Regions from separate parts of the Macaca mulatta genome. Here region 1 is linked to region 2. A link is a contact called in public Hi-C data. All regions are on one chromosome and are shown on one strand. The core of a region is the stretch at or near the end of the contact, and the rest is flanking DNA. Distances in the headings are between cores, read along the strand shown.

Region 1 (3,794 bases), core at 723-3,222, 75 kb before region 2:
AACCCTAAAAAGAATTTCAAAGTTCTAATGTCTTCCAACATCTCTCAGACAAAATGATGATGTGGCAATTCTGTGGAGGAAAAACATGGGAAGGGAAGCGTGTTTTTACCCAGGAGAAACAGCTTACATCAAGGACCATGCATTTTCAGTCTTTTCCATGTCTTTGAGTTCTCACTGGTCGCTAAGATTTATTGCAAAATATTAAAGAACACTGAACCATGCATTATGAACTGAAGAGATTTCACTGCCTGCTAAACAAAGACTAAAAATAGTGCATTCATAACTTATAAGTCCTTTTCAAAAACCAGTAAGAAAAATATCCATGTCTGACATAGTAATTTCAAGTTGTAAATTTGAGCACTTTGGAATATAAAGGTCTTTCATGGATATTAAACAATTTTATTATTTTAATGTTAACCAATAACAATTTTGTCCCTATGAAGTCTAACAGTCTTCATTCAGCTGGAAAAAACTGAACATTTTCTTTAAAAGAAAAATCGTTACTCACAAAAAATGTTTACAAGATAGTAATTCAGTTTAGATAATGAATTGATGCTTCTTGAAAGTTTTTACAACTTGAAAATAGTTCTAAATAGTTCTAAAATGAAATCTACATTTGTCAAGTTTTTTTTTTAAATAAGCTTAAAGAGAACCAGCAAACGACTCCCAAAGTAAAAGAATCTTGTTAAACCTGCAGATGAACGCATTAACAGTTGTTTCATTCTCCCACTTGGTTTTCTAGCCATTAAACAGAAGCCAGTCACTTCACTTTTCATTGCAAAACAACTCCTGGATACCTGTCACTACCGTTAAGACACACAGCTTGCTTAAACTTACAGAATGAAAGGGAATTCTAGTGCTTAATCAGCCTAATTATTTCACTTTGCAAATTAGAAAGTCGAAGTTCATGACAAAACCCGGGCAGGAAGTCAAGTTGCCTCATTTTTATATTCTGCTAAGTTACTTTCACACTTAAATGCTGGGTTAATTGTTGGAAAGAATAAATCTACATATTAAAAACACTCGAAGTAGGCTACATTTTTTCAGCACAACACGATGCTTCCACAAACAAAAAACTGCTCCATGAAAAGAAAAGGAAAGGAAGAAGGCAGAAGTAAGGGAGACATCCCAAAGGGATTCTTCAGTCCGCTTGGCAGCAGGGGCCGATAACGCGGGTGACGACAAGGTAGTTTTTCTGAAATCATAGTAACACATACGGGTCAAGCAGGGGGTGAACGAGGCAGGTGACCATTAAAAAAGCCACTCTGATGGCTTAGATGTGTCGAAAACAAGAGTTTTAGCAAATGAATGAAGACGGACTCGCGGCGTGGAAGCTAAAGACACGTCAGCCCTGAGCACCAGGGGCTGGGGGTGGAGCGGAGCCGGAGGCGGCCAAAAGAAACAGCCCGGCTGCGGCGCGCTCGGAGCGCAGCCGTGGCCAGAGCCCCCTCGCCTCCTCCTGCAGCCGAGGACCCTTCAGTTCTGGACGCTCCTGCAGGCGCGGGTCCAGGGCCAGAGAAGCAAGCCCAGCCCTCGGCCGGCCACGAAGCAAGGTCGTCCGGACACGGCCCCGCACTCCGCGTGCAAGGGACAGGCCACAGCGGGGTCTCCAGCGCCCGCGGGGGCCCCTGCTGCTACGAGCCTAGGCTTGGGGAGAGGGCGGAGAGAGGCCAGCGGAGTGGACACGGACCCCGAGACCCGGAGCGGCCACCGCCTCCAACTTCAAACTTGCCGTCACTGGCATCTCCTTCCTGGCCATCCCCCTCCGCACACTCTCCTTAGCCTCACCTCTGGGGCCGCCTCGGAACAAGACAGTGGCAGGGAACACGAGCAAGAGAAGCAGCAGCAAGCGGGGGAGGAGTCTCATGGCGCTGCCGGTCCAGTGTCCAGTCTCCGTCCGGGAGGGCTCTCGGCTGCTCCGGCGGTAATGGCGTTACTCTTCATCCGGGCTCCGGGCGGCGAGGGGCGGGACACGTACCACGCACGGGCCTTCGCCACGCCCCTCCCCTGAACGGGAAACGCCGCCGACGTGGCTGCTCAGCGCGGAGACTTAGGTAGAGCCGGCCGCCCGGAAGTCACGTGGCCGGCTGCTGGCCTCTCTGTGGCTCCCGCGAGAGTCCGCCTTCCGCCGCAGTTGCTGGCCGGCAGCCTGCGGTTGGCCGATCTTTCCGCCCAGTCCTTGACTCCCAATTAGTTAGCATTGTCAGTGGTTAGTGTATTTGAATGACGATCCTCTTGATAACGGCGATGTAAAGAACATGAGCTGCCTTTATGTGGCATTTAAAAGCAAAAAAAAAATTTTGGAAGAGAGGACATCGTTCAAAGGCAAAACCATGAAAATACACAGTGGAAAATCTTTGTCTGCCCACACCCTCTCCCATGGTTAAGTAATGACAATTCTTAAAATTATTATTTTTATTTTTTTGAGACGAAGTCTTGCTCTGTCGCCCAGGCTCGAGTTCAGTGGTGCAATCTTGGTTCATTGCAACCTCCACCTGCCGGGTTCAAGCGATTCTCCTGCCTCAGCCTCCTAAGCAGCTGGGACTGCAGGCACGCGCCACCATGCCCGGCTAATTTTTATATTTTTATATTTTTACTAGAGATGGGGTTTCACCATGTTGGCCAGACTAATCTTGAACTCCTGACCTCAGGTGATCCACCCGCCTGGGCCTCTCAAAGTGCTGGGATTACAGGCGTGAGCCACTGCGCCTGGTCAGCAATTCTTAAATTTGTATGTGACATTCCAGAATTATAAGTCTGGATTTGTATGTGACATTCCTAAAGTCACCTAAACAGTGCCTGGTATGTAGTCAGCATTTGTAACTACACAATAGGTCCAGCAATGGCTGTCCATTTTCTTTAGTTCCTTTCTCATCTATTTTGGATTTGAGTTGCTGGAGTAATATAGCAGTTCATGAAATTAATCTGAATATTAGGTAATCTTGGACTGGACCAGTGTGAGATGTCATAAAGATGAGGAAATAAATCATGTGCTTACTATTGTGTCACCTCCTTAAACTGTGCTTTTTCATTTAATTTTCTAAACATCTCTATGAGCTGGATATTATTTACTGAGGAGAAAACAGACCCAGAGAGGTTAGTAATTTACTCAAGGCTTCAAAAAGCTAGCAAATGGCAGATGCAAGATTTGATCAAGGCTATCTGTTTCCAGATTCCATACACTACTGGTCTAGGACATCTGCTGTTCTACTCCGGCATTGTTTCTGCTTCAGGTCTCCTTGTCCTGGGGCTGTAAATGCAGTTGGGAGCCACTGCCACCACTACCTACTTCTGTCTGCTAAAGTCACAGCCTGAAGGTGCTGGGCTGAATCAACCCAATTCCACTCTGCCAGGCCACCAGTGGCACCACTGCTGTGTTGCTGCTGCTACTAGGGCGCCCAGCAGAAGTGGAGGGCCTCCTCTCACTTTGTTGCTGCCTCTGCTCCTGTGCATGCTACCAATGCTGCCACTCTATGTCAGGACTACCAGGGCTGCTGACCCTGTTTTGAGATGACTGAACCTTGCTGAGTTCTCCACTGACTCAGAATAATCTCCCTCCCGTACTTTGAGGCACCGTTTCATGAGTTTCAAATGCGACCTGCTCTGAGGTTGTTGACGTCTGACAGGTGTTTTGACAAATACATCTTTAACTTGCTACTCTCTCCTAACACCAGAAACAAATTGATGGGGACTGTAATCGATGGTGAAGTTACAGACCTCATGCTGTACTCAAAATCACAGCTGCTCTCCATCATGGCACCACCGTGTCTTACTGGCTTGCTTTCCTCATTCAG
Region 2 (4,054 bases), core at 1,273-3,772:
GGTGCAAACAAAAAGCTTTTTCCCTATTCTTCTCATTAAGTAGCAAAGTTCACTGCCCTTGTTTGAAATGTCATTTGTCAAGTTATTAGAAAAATTAAAAATTTTAGTCTGAGTATGCCATAATTTGATATGGTAGTAAATACCGATTTCGAGAAAAACAAATAATATTGGCTACTATCCAATAATTCCCTAGGCGGCTTTGGACCTAGAAGGCGAAGGGATCGCTATGTTATTTAATCAAAGGATATTTACAAAATATTATCAGAGACCTATTAGTTTCCACAAAATGCTGGATTTCTATTTACTTGATACCTGCCACTTGAACACCTCACTACCAAGTCAAAAACAGCATTGTAACTCAGTTTTCCCTCCTCACTTTCCCATACTGCGCCTATTCCCTCAGGTACTAGTGTTTGCAAATTGGAGTTGTCGTGGCATCCCTCTACCTCATCATCCATGGCTATTCAGATACCAAGTCTCGTCCATGTCTCCTTTAAAAAAGGCTTTCAGGGCCAGGCGTGGTGGCTCACGCCTGTAATTCCAGTACTTTGGGAGACCAAAGTGGGCGGATCACAAGGTCAGGAGATGGAGATCATCCTGGCTAACACGGTGAAACTCCGTCTCTACTAAAAATACAAAACAAAAAAAAATTAGCCGGGCCTGGTGGTGGGCAGAGGCAGGAGAATGGCGTGAACCCGGGAGGCGGAGCTTGCAGTGAGCCAAGATGACGCCAGCGCACTCCAGCCTGGGTGACAGAGCGAGACTCCGTCTCAAAAAAAGAAAAAAAGTCTTTCAGTAACCTGTGCTTTCTTTCTATCCCATGTTGCCACACTGGTCCACATTCTCCTGACTTCCTCAGGCCTCTCCGGGGCTGAGTGGAAAGGATGGCCACTCACATTGAGTCTATAAATTCTTCTTGTCCTTCCAGGCCATGCATAGCCTGGAGTGACATTACCTACCCAGTACTCCCCTGCTCTACTCAGATCAGGCTCATTTCCCTGCAAACAGATAATGTTCCTTACGAATTAAGCTTCAGTCATCTGCCCTGGCACGTGCTTCTCTCCTAAAACCTTCTGGTCTACCCATTTATCTATTTTCAAAATTGCTTCAATGTCTTCAGCCTCTAAATCTCTATCTTACAATTCAGTACTTGGTGATTTCGTTTACTGTTCTAGAGCTTCACCACTGTTTCAAGGGTGTTAGTGTTTGTATTTACAGATCATAAACGTCTGAAGAGGAGTAGACTTACGGCTTTCCAATATCCCCTACTGCAAATGGACCGGTGCTGTCTACACAGCAAACGTTGATTGAATAAAACCTGCATTCTAATGATTTATTTCTATCAAGCTCTCTCAATTTATAGTCATTACTCATCTGCCTGGATTCTTTTATTGAATGTCTGAATGAATAGTTTATTGAAAATTAGTTGTTTTCAAACCTATGTCATCACTCGGTAAAAGACAAAAAAGCCAGCCAAGCAGACTAGTCAGGATCAGTGAAAGGCCCAACTTCATGCTCACCTTTCCCTTGTCTTTCAAATAATGCTGCCTGGATTGTGGTGAGATCTGAAAAATTCTTGCTTTGTTTTCTCAATGCAAAACAGCGCAAAGGACTTGTTTCTTAAGTTTTCTTGTTTGTGAACCCAGCACTTCCGATTACATTTCTACAACTTTGTTCATCCCTCATACGGCGCTGCACAATCTGCCAGTTTCTTTTTAATTTAAAGTTAGGCTATTTTTTCCATCTTTCATTTGTCCTTACAGGTTTATGTTGGATTTTTAACATATTTATCAAATGTTTGAATAGATGTCCCAGACATTCTAAAGCTGTTTTAGGACAGGAGTTAAAAGAGGTGTCACGGGCGTTACTGGCAAAAACTATAATCTTGTTTAAACGCTTTTTCAGTTGTACGACAAACTTTACCTTTTTAAAAAGCACTTATCTCATTCATTTTTCACCTCAAAACGAGACACCAAACTTTTTAAGACACAAAAGTGTGCTCACTTCCAGGATCCATAGAGTTTCTTGGACCCACGCTACGGACCTGGCGCTCCCTCCCTCTGCACCGGGTTTTGCGGGAGGGAGAACGCTTTCCAACCTCCTCCACCGAGGACTCTCACCAACTCGCAATGGAGCTCCCGGAGTGCTGGAACGCCCCTGTGTGACGTCCGCCCGCGCCCGGGGATCTCCGCGGGGACCGGCGCAGCCCGCGAGTTCCGAACCACTGTGGGTGCGGCGGGGGACGGCCTCGGGTCTGTCTTCCCAGAGAGTGGTGAAATTGGGAGGTTACGACCCCCTAGGCCGAACAGCCTGCGGGCTAGCTGGCGCCTCCTGCCGCAGTAAACACAAAGTGGGGGAAAAAAACCCCAAAACTCCGAGAAGAAACGGCCAGCACGGGCCTCGCCGGGCCAGCTACTCAACACGCCTGCCCGGGAGCACAAAACACCCACAAGCCAATACCACCCCGCATTCAGAGCGAGCGCCGGACTCTCAGCCCGGCGCAGGGGCAGGACTTCCGCTCAAGCCAGACTTCCGGGCGAGGCGGAGCGGGGCTTCCGGTTGGGGTGGTAGGGTGGTGGACCTGTTGGTCCCGTTTTCCCGTCGCACGTGGCGGCCACTGTTGGCTTCTGAATGCTTTACAAGGCGGAGATCCACGCCGAGGCCGTTGGATCGGCCGTGGGTACCTCCGTCTGAGCCGTTCCTGTCCCAGCGCAGAGCGGCGGCCTCCGGCGGCGCCCTGCAGCCATGGACTACCGGCGTTTTCTTATGAGCCGGGTGGTCCCCGGGCAGTTCGACGACGCGGACTCCTCTGACAGGTAGGCGGCCGTACAGTGCCCTGGCTCTGGTTACTGCTCTCACCTTGTCCGCCCCCTTGGGGCGTGGATTCTTGTTTGTAGTTTAGAGGGAGACTAGTGGTTCATCACTCAGCGTCTCTCTTGACAACCTTTTGCCTGTTTCTGCATCCCCACTGGGTCTTTCTCCCCGTTCACGCGGCAGTTAGTGAAAGCCGCTTGTCAAGGGAGTCTGCGGTTTTCAGGTCGGTTAGCGTCACTGGAAGGCAGAGTTGGGGATAGCGATTAGGAGACATGGGTTTTTGCGCTTTAACCACATTTAGCGTTCAACAAATACTAAGCACTTAATATGTACCTCGTTCTGTCCTGGGCGCCGGAGATGGTGATGAACAAGACGAACCAACTTCCTGCTGTCATGGAACTTTACCTTCTACGTGAAAGAGAGGGCACACCATTTAAAAACCAAATAATGATGTAGACTATGCAAATCGTTTAATATACCAAGTGCTGACTGAATGGGTAGGGAAAGGTTAAGTCCAGATTTGAATGACGAGGAGCTAATCTTGGCAAGAGCAGAGGGAACAGCATTTCACACAGAAGGGACAGCAAGAGCAAAGGCCCCGAGGCCAGAGTGCCTAGAGCACAGTGGAGGTAGTTGAGAAGATTGGTAGGGTGATGATAGAGAAGTAAGAAGGGGGGCCAGATCATGGAGACCCTTACAAGTGATGGCGAAAAGTTCAGATATTAATCTGGGTCTTACGGAAAGCCATAGGAGGGATTTTAGCAGAAGAATGACATTAGTGATTTAAAGGAATCATTCTTCTATGTAGATGATGTTCATGGAGGGTGGGAGTGGAACAGAGAGACCAGTTTAAAAGTAATAAGGTAATCAGATTCAAAGATGGTGGGGACTAGAGCTCAGATCCTGAAGATATGTCTTGGAGGTAGAAGTGGCAGGGTTTGGTGGTAGATTGGAGGTGGGGTCTGGGGAAAGAGGAATGAAGGATAACTCCTGCCTAAAAGCAAAATGAAACATATTGGAGTTATTTTGGAATTCCAAGAAAACAGTTTATACTTTATGTTTACAGTAAGGATTCATTACATGTAGATTTTATTAATTATTGGGGATTTTTAAATAAATATATGTATGTTGACTGCTTTCTGTGTGTCAGATCTAGTCTTAGGTCGTAGGGAGGCATTGGTAAACACCCTCCTGAATGACACAGAGCTTGCACCCTAGCAGGGGATACCGATATTATTAA

The links. A called contact is a pair of places that touch in the nucleus more often than the background predicts.
Region 1: a contact with region 2 is called in a Hi-C map of liver, with 4 times the contacts expected there. The contact joins the promoter of SSR1 here to the promoter of RIOK1 in region 2. A contact is called at or near these places in 5 of 14 Hi-C or Micro-C datasets (CD4 T cells, cortical neurons, fetal cortex germinal zone and 2 more).

Annotation. Positions count from the first base shown.
Region 1 is chr4:175,882,625-175,886,418 of T2T-MMU8v2.0, reverse strand. It overlaps SSR1 (signal sequence receptor subunit 1), which reads right to left and starts at 1,972. Exons shown (of 8, transcript NM_001258152.1): 1 at 1,789-1,972. The coding sequence starts at 1,867.
Region 2 is chr4:175,807,570-175,811,623 of T2T-MMU8v2.0, reverse strand. It overlaps RIOK1 (RIO kinase 1), which reads left to right and starts at 2,522. Exons shown (of 17, transcript XM_015135521.3): 1 at 2,522-2,816. The coding sequence starts at 2,746. CAGE1 (cancer antigen 1) reads right to left here and starts at 2,017. Exons shown (of 14, transcript XM_078000964.1): 1 at 2,005-2,017. The coding sequence starts at 2,017.